Regions from separate parts of the Xenopus laevis genome. Here region 2 is linked to region 1. Evidence: chromatin contacts called from public Hi-C data. All regions are on one chromosome and are shown on one strand. The core of a region is the stretch at or near the end of the contact, and the rest is flanking DNA. Distances in the headings are between cores, read along the strand shown. Region 1 holds the start of stx1a.L (syntaxin-1A). Region 2 has its middle 12 kb from the start of bud23.L.

The links. Hi-C and Micro-C count contacts between places; a contact is called where the count stands out from the background.
Region 2: a contact with region 1 is called in a Hi-C map of the XL177 cell line, with 7 times the contacts expected there. The contact joins the enhancer-like site here to the promoter of stx1a.L in region 1. A contact is called at or near these places in 2 of 4 Hi-C or Micro-C datasets (the XL177 cell line and the XTC cell line).

Annotation. Positions count from the first base shown.
Region 1 is chr2L:41,774,798-41,778,933 of Xenopus_laevis_v10.1, forward strand. It overlaps stx1a.L (syntaxin-1A), which reads left to right and starts at 2,117. Exons shown (of 10, transcript XM_018246182.2): 1 at 2,117-2,662. The coding sequence starts at 2,633.
Region 2 is chr2L:41,873,628-41,877,763 of Xenopus_laevis_v10.1, forward strand. No RefSeq gene overlaps it. Among protein-coding and RNA genes, the nearest start is that of bud23.L, 12 kb to the right of the region's middle. Within about 2 kb of position 2,199, at least 1 of the 7 cell types and tissues checked has an H3K27ac peak or open chromatin away from gene starts, as enhancers often do.

The DNA.
Region 1 (4,136 bases), core at 867-3,366:
CCCGGGCCGATGCTCCTATCAGCAGAAAACTGCACCGGCCTGGGGTTATTCCAGCAAACACCATGGGTCGATTCTCTTCCGGCTTCTTCTCGCGGCTGCACATGCGAATTAGAGTGAAAAGTTTAAAAGTCAGATACAGAGCAGGAAGGGGTAAACAAATGTTGCATGTAATTGCAGTAACATTTACAAATGACTTTGAAAGTATTAACATGTTTGACTTTCTAAATGGGCCAGTCCAGCACACAATAAGGGGCAGAATTATTACAATTCAAATGTTTTCATTTTTGGTTTTTGAGGGGGTTTTTTTCAACTCAAAAAATCTGAAATGTGTACATATTTATGTAAACTATCAGCTGGAACACAGCAAAATCGTATTCTAAGATTTTTAAAATTGAAGACTCAGCTGCCATTGACTTCTACATAAACTCGCCAGCTTTTCGATATCAATGATGTAAACATGAATTTAAATGTAAGTTTTCCATTTTGGCCACGTGTAGTCTAAATCTGTTTTATTTTTCTAGCAGTCTGGCAAATATCTAATCTTATACTGACTTGAAACGGTCACTTTACCAAAACAAACAGCAAATAAAGCAGAAATGCATCATTTATTATCATTATAATTAAATGGGAAGGACCCAGACATGAGGTGGTAGTACCCTGCCCATAAGTACTTAAAATCCAGGGGCAAATATCTTATCATATCCTGACTTGAAACTGTCACTTTCCAAAAACAAATGGTAATTATAGCAGAAATTAATAATTTATTATAATTAAATGGGAAGTACCCCGACAGGAGGTGGCAGGACCGGACTGAGAATTAAAATAGGCCCTGGCATTTCAGGTACACAGAGGCCCAATCAGCCCACATAGAGGCCCAAACAGCCCCCACCAGCCCAATAAATACTGACTTTCTATGGGACCTTATAGCAGCCCCTCTGGCATTTGCCAGAACCCACAGATTGCCAGTCCGGGCCTGGGAGGTGGTAGTGCCCTTCCCATAAGTCCTTAAAATCCAGGGGCAAATATCTTATCATATACCGACTTGAAACTGTCACTTTCCACAAACAAATGGTAACTAAAGCAGAAATGAATAATTTATTATCATTATAATTAAATTGGAAGTACCCAGACAAGAGGTGGTAGTGCGCTGCCCATAGATCCTTACAATCCAGGGGCAAATATCTTATCATATACTGACTTGAAACTGTAACTTTCCAAAAACAAATGGTACAAAAAGCAGAAATGCATTATTTATTATCATTATAATTAAATGGGAACAGTGTTGGACTGGCCCACCTGGATACCAGGAAAACTTCCGGTGGGCCAAGGTGTCAGTGGACCCTCTTGCTTCTAACAATTTAGCCTATTTCATGGTCATTCCCTATTTCTTTATGGAAAACAAAAAGTGTAATAATGGAAGAATATAGTAAGAAGATATAAAAGGGGGAATAAAGAGGTTGAGTGTGGAGAAGAAGAATAATAGATTGGAAAGTGGGCCCACAGTCTAAAGTTTTCTGGTGGGCCCTTGGCATCCCAGTCCGACACTGAATGGGAAGTATCCAGACAAGAGGTGGCAGTGCCCTGCCCATAAATCTTTACAATCTAGGGGCAAATATTTTATTATATACTGACTTGAAACTGTCACTTTCCAAGCACAAAGGGTAAATAAAGCAGAAATGCATAATTTGTGTCCTGGTCTGTCATTGCTTATAAATAACAACTGCAGGAACAAATGCTAAATAATATTTACAGCGCTTGTGCAACTTGAGTATTTGCCGTTGTAGCCAGTAGTACAATGATTCCCTCCCCTCTCACTGTTCTGCATTACAGTATAATGGCTGGTGCCTGGGGGATATTGACATAGCCAAATTCACAGGAGGGCTGTTTACCTGTTGCAGTCATTAGTGTTGTGTATACAGCAGCCACAGTGCATATGCTTTTAAATGGATGTTCAATTGACAATTTTTTTTTTTTAAAGCAGGGACAAGTGTAAATCCCCATACTGAGTGATGCGTGAGCAAGAACAGATACAGTACGACTGATCCCGGGTGAGAAAGGGGTTAAACATCAACAAGAGCCTGTGTGCTGCCCGCCCACTCCCACAATCCCCGGCTGAGAGAGGGAGATAGGGGAGGATGTAAGCACAGCTGGGGACTGTGCAGAGCAGATTTGGGAGGAAGGCAGGAGCAGGGGCAGTGATTCCAGCAAGGAGACAGGGAAGTAGTATAGCAGGGATGCTGAACGCTGCTGTCTGCACTTAGCTACATCAGTGGGGAAAGAAGCTGCAACAATAAGGAGAAGCTGCAGGTGCATGTATGGCTGGTACAGAATCTGTAAAAGGCATCTGAACTCCTGTGTGCTAACAGGTCCATCTGAGCTGTGTATATGAGTGCTGTGTATTTGCACACATCTTTATTCAGGGGACGGGGGCAACCCGCTACCCGCTAAAAGGGTAGAGATCAGGCAGAGCTTCTTTCCCAGACAAGTTGCAGGCAGACACCTATGTGTTCCAGACAGTCTGCCCCTATGACACATTGAGCGAGACCCTGTATCCGGCGAGTGTTTGGGAGAAGCCAGTGAGACATCTGTCCATATTTTTCTGTGGCCCCGTGGGCTTCTGCTTGGGATCAGAATGAAGGATCGGACCCGAGAGCTACGTGCTGTGAGTATAACATTTACTTTGGGGGGGTGGTGGCCAATCTGTGGCCCTTCAGAAATGAGGGGTGGCCAATCTGTGGCTTTACAGAGATGAGGGGTGACCAATCTGTGGCTTTACAGAGATGAGGGGTGACCAATCTATTGGTTTTCAGAGATGGGGGGGTGACCAATCTGTGGCTTTACAGAGATGAGGGGTGACCGATCTGTGGCTTTTCAGAGATGGGGGGTGACCAATCTGTGGCTTTTCAGAGATGGGGGTGACCAATCTGTGGCTTTACAGAGATGAGGGGTGACCGATCTGTGGCTTTTCAGAGATGGGGGGTGACCAATCTGTGGCTTTACAGAGATGAAGGGTGACCAATCTGTGGCTTTTCAGAGATGGGGGGGTGACCAATCTGTGGCTTTACAGAGATGAGGGGTGACCGATCTGTGGCTTTTCAGAGATGGGGGGGTGACCAATCTGTGGCTTTACAGAGATGAGGGGTGACCGATCTGTGGCTTTTCAGAGATGGGGGGTGACCAATCTGTGGCTTTACAGAGATGGGGGGGTGACCAATCTGTGACCTATTAGATTAGGGGTGACCAACCTGTGGCCCTTCAGAGGAGTGGTCAGCTACAAGGTCAGGCATCTGCCAAATGGCATCTGTCTGTAAGGGGATGCAGGGAGTAGTTATAGTAGTTGGGGGATGCAGGGAGTATTAGTTTTACAGCTGTCGTCTGACAGTTTGGATAATATACTTGTTGCATTAGTGCTGCTAATACCAAAGACCCTGCTGTTATATTGACTCCCTATAGGTATTCCGCCAGGGGGGCTGCACTAAGCGTCCCTGCAGAAGGGCGTTATCTGCATGTACAGCACTGAGGACATTTCTGTCTCTGATGCACCGTGTGGCTTTAATGCTGCTGGACAGCTCAATAGATACAAACAAATGTGCCCTGAATACAAAATGACTTTTTTATCATGAGTCTCCCATAAAGCAAAAACATCAAAACAGAGATAATTGCAATCATTTCCCCGTTTCCCTTCTGCTGATGCCTGTAAGAATTACACTGGATGATATGATATCATCTTCATTATATATATATATATATATATATATATATATATATATATATATATTTTTTTTTTTTTTATTATTATTATTATTAAACTGGATTTTATTGGTTTAAAGCCTTCAGGTCAGGCATATTTAACCCTGTAGGTGCCAAAACAAGAATCTCAAAGTACGGCTCTGAACTACATGTCCCTGAATCCCATTTACACTGGGTAAATGATTCTTTAGCAAATCAGAGACTGCAATTTTCACTTAGTGGTCTGACCAATACCAAAAAAATAACTAGTAGTGCAGCTGTTCATTTGTTTTGCTGAACCCACAATGCATCAAATAAATAGGGAGGACAGAAAAATGTTGAGGAGATTTGCTGCACACATTGTTGCTCTTAAAGTCCCTATCTGTCTGTAGGAGATAATGGTGGGT
Region 2 (4,136 bases), core at 949-3,448, 99 kb after region 1:
AATTGATGCACGGTTGCTAGGCTAATTTTTTGTACCCTAGCAACCAGATGGCTGAAATTGCAAACTGGAAAGCTGCTGAATAAAAAGCCAAATAACTCAAAAACAACAGATAATAGAAAATAACAATTGAAAATTGCCTCAGAATATCACTCTACGTCATACTAAAAGTTAACTCCAAGGTGAACAACCCCTATAAAATTTGGTGATCTTGCTGACACCTTTGTTTGTACCTAGCTTTAGGGAGTCGAGATGTCCTTCTCCACTAGCAGCCTTTCTCATGCAGGTTAATGGGACACTTGCTACGTATGACAGATGCGGACACTGTCAGATGGGGAATGAATGATACAAATTTCTGACAACATAACAGATCCAGCACCTTGGCCATGTAACCCTTTCTGTGCTAGGATCACTCTGAATCTTGCTGTCAGTATACATGGCACAGGTGACAGGGCAGCCTGGCAGTTGCGTAGAATCGGTGATGACGGCGTATGCTGGTGCTGCAGATTCTATGGCAGTTAAAGGGTTAAATAAACAGGAAGCAGACGCTGTGATGTTTTTCCTAAGATCTCTGCAGTGATTTAAAAGCGCCTTATGTTGCAAAAAGCGGCCTGAATATACTAAATACTTGCAAACTCACATAACCAGTGGTGTAACTAGATGTTACTGGGCCCCACAGCAAATTAATTTTAGGCCCCCCCCCAAAAATAAATAAAGAGGTTGTCCTGTTTAACAATGTATATTGAAATTGCTCATAAATTAGGGCCTCATGGGGCCCCTTATACCCCCCTGCAACCGCAGGGTCTGCTTCCTCTGTAGTTACTCCTCTGCACATAATGGTCAAAACCATTCAAAGAAACATGCTTTTACGATATGATATATGTAAAACAACTGGGACCTTAATCCAGTTTATATTTTTTGTTAGTTTTACTTGTCCTTTGCTGCAGCTTGTTATATAATGGTCTTTTGGCTTGCCCATACATATCATCTCCTGCCTAATTACAATTTTCTGCTATAGACATTTTAATACAATATCATTACTAGCTGCACCCTTTCCAGAAGATGGGCTGCTCCAGAGTGAATCTGTGCAGCTGTGTCTGTGGCTCTGTCCCAATTTATGACAAACTGCCGAGTCTTTGTACAGCGACTTTATCACAAAGAAATACATGGAATGATTTATATGGAGTTCGGTGCTGTTACTCAGCAATGATCTGCAGGTCCAATTATTCATCTAGTCGGTAATGTCTCCATGTTTCTGTCTGCTATTTTAAAGAAACAGTAAAACCTAGAAATGTTTTAAAGTAATGAAAATATCATGTAGTGTTGCCCTGCACTGGTAAAACTGATCTGTGTGCTTCAGAAACACTACTATAGTTCATATAAACAAGCTGCTGTGTAGCAATGGCAGAAATTGAAAAAAAGGCTATATGACACAGGTTAAATAGTGGATAACAGATAACATTATGTTCTCAGTGCCAGATTTACATAGCGGACGCCCCTAGACCTACTGCTGTTCATCGCCCCTGTCCCCTCCCCTTTATTCACACAAATTTTCATCATTGGGGAGCAATGCGCTTAGAAAATTTAAACATCTATTGTATCTCCAATGCATCCCCGGTGTTTCTGAACCAATGTGAGTGTCGTTGGCATGCTGCCCCCTAAAATCCTGCCGCCCTAGGCCCAGGTGGCCTTTCCACAAATAGGGCCTGAATGCTCTACAGACAGGGGTGTAACTATAGAAGAATCAGACCCTGCGGCTGCAGGGGGGTTCAGGAGATATAGGGGCCCCATGAGGCCATAATTCATATACGATTTCTATAAATATTAGTAAGACAAGTCAACCTCTAAACATTTTGGGGGCCTGAAAAATAATTTGCTATGGGGCCCAGTAATATCTAGTTACGCCACCGTCTACAGAACTTATCTGCTGTGTAACCTGAGCCTTTTCTCCTTTGAATGGCTGCCCCCATTGCTACACAGCAGCTTATTTATATAAACAATAGTAGTGTTCTGAAGCAAACACCACAGTTTTACCAGTGCAGGACAACACTATTATATTTGTATTAGTTTAAAAAAAAAATTTTTTTGATGTTACTGTTCCTTTAAGAAGCCGGCATCCCGTAAGAGAAGTGCATCAGCGGGTCTGTAGTACAGTTTGGGCGCAGAAAGTGGATCACAGAGGCCCTGCTGCTTAAGAGATTTTCTCCATAGGGGTCCAAAGCTTTCCTGCAGTTGCAGTCCAGTGCTGTCGCCGGCTCCCTATTGATGGGAGAAAAGTGCCATCATGTGGCCATACTGAAGCTTTACATGTCACACTGCTATGATTAAAAAAAATAACAAAAAGGTGGTATAAAAGTGATACAGTTATCCAAAGCTTTCACAGACTTAAACCCATATGCAGTATATTAAGGGTAGGACTACATGGCCGACTTGGATGCGTTTTTGTCGGAATCTGATGCTGGGTGACAAAACGCCCAGCGTCGGATCAGATGATAACGCATCCAAGTTGGCCGTGTAGTCCTACCCCATGGCTTCAAAAACACAATGGACTGATCCTCCCAACATCGAGGCAAAGAACATATTCCTGTATATGGAACAAAAAAGAAAAGGTGAAGAGTCCAATCCATATGCAGCACCCAGACCTTGAGAATTAATGAATAAAAAAGCAGCGAACAGATGAATTGAAAGAGACGGTGCATTATGTTTCTTGATTTCTTTTTTTAAAGGGAGGGTTCACTTTGAGTTAACTTTTAGTATGTTAGAGAATGGCCAATTCTAAGTAACTTTTCAATTGTTCTTCAGAATCGGGTTTGTTTAAAAAACAATCCCCCCATGGGTCATATCAGCTGGGCAAATACCCTGCTAGTCCGAAAATGCCTATCAAGCCTTTCCCTTTATTAAAATTCCCTCAGGAAATAATAATACCGATCCAGAGGAAGGCAAAGGAAATTCCAACCAGATTGACTGCCCCGGTGGAGCTGCAAGGAGGTTAAAGTTTAGCACAAAATATTTATTAGACAACCCTTTCTATAATACAGTAAGATATTACATATGTTAGAACACAAATAACTGATTAATAATAATTGCCATTCCCATAAGCTAGCTGATTATCCAGAGAAAGGCAAAAAGGAAACCCTTTATGGAATCGCCACAAAGGGAGGGGGGGGAAGTCTTCCTGGCTTCAGCCTGGCAATATCTTTCTTAAAGGGGAACTATTGCGAAAATGAAAATTTAATATAAGCTTCAGCCTAATGAAATCACCAGACATCATGTCTCTACATGCAGAATTTGTGCAAAAGGCAGTTCTTTTGTTAGCACTGAAATGGGTTATTTGAGTGAGCTCTTAGGACACAGTTGCTTGGATAAAACCCCATTCGTCCGACTCATTTTTACTCCAAAACGTGGATAACAATTTGGCTAAAGGCTGTATAGAGAAAAAAAAGGTGCACCAACCATTATTTAATGTTTATGTGACACTTTTTGAAGTTTAGTGGCATCACATCAAATCTATAAAACTATTGGATACCTTCTGTGAATTTGTTGTACTTGCATAACTTTTACAGTTTGGTCACTGTAAGAAATGTGTACATACCAACATTTTTGTATGCTGCATACAATTTCTTTCCAGCAACTCAGATAAACCATCTGAGTCACAAGTGTTTTTAAATCAGTAGCGTGAAACAAGTCGTTCATGTCCGTGGAGACACCCTACTTCACCCTCATTAATTGGGCTTCTGGTGGGGGGGGGGGAGGAGAGTGATATCACTCCAATTTGCAGTACAGCAGTAAAGGGTGACTGAAGTTGATCAGAGCTCAAGTCACATGGCTGAGGGCACCTGGGAAACAAACAACATATCTAGCCCCATGTGAAATTTCAAAATCAGATTTAAAAACAAATGTTTGCTCTATAAAATGAACTTCAATGCAGGATTTTGCAGGAGGAGTGCTGTTAACTGATGCATTTTTTAAAAAGAATGTTTTCCTGTGACAGAATCCCTTTATAATGAACTGTGTGATTTGCAGTAAAGCATGGAAACGGACTGTAACCTCCCAAAAGTCTCTTTTAAAATGTTTTAAATTACATTTTTTAAGAAGGAAACAAAGTGACTTGGGGTTCGAATTTGTCACGCACTCCCTAG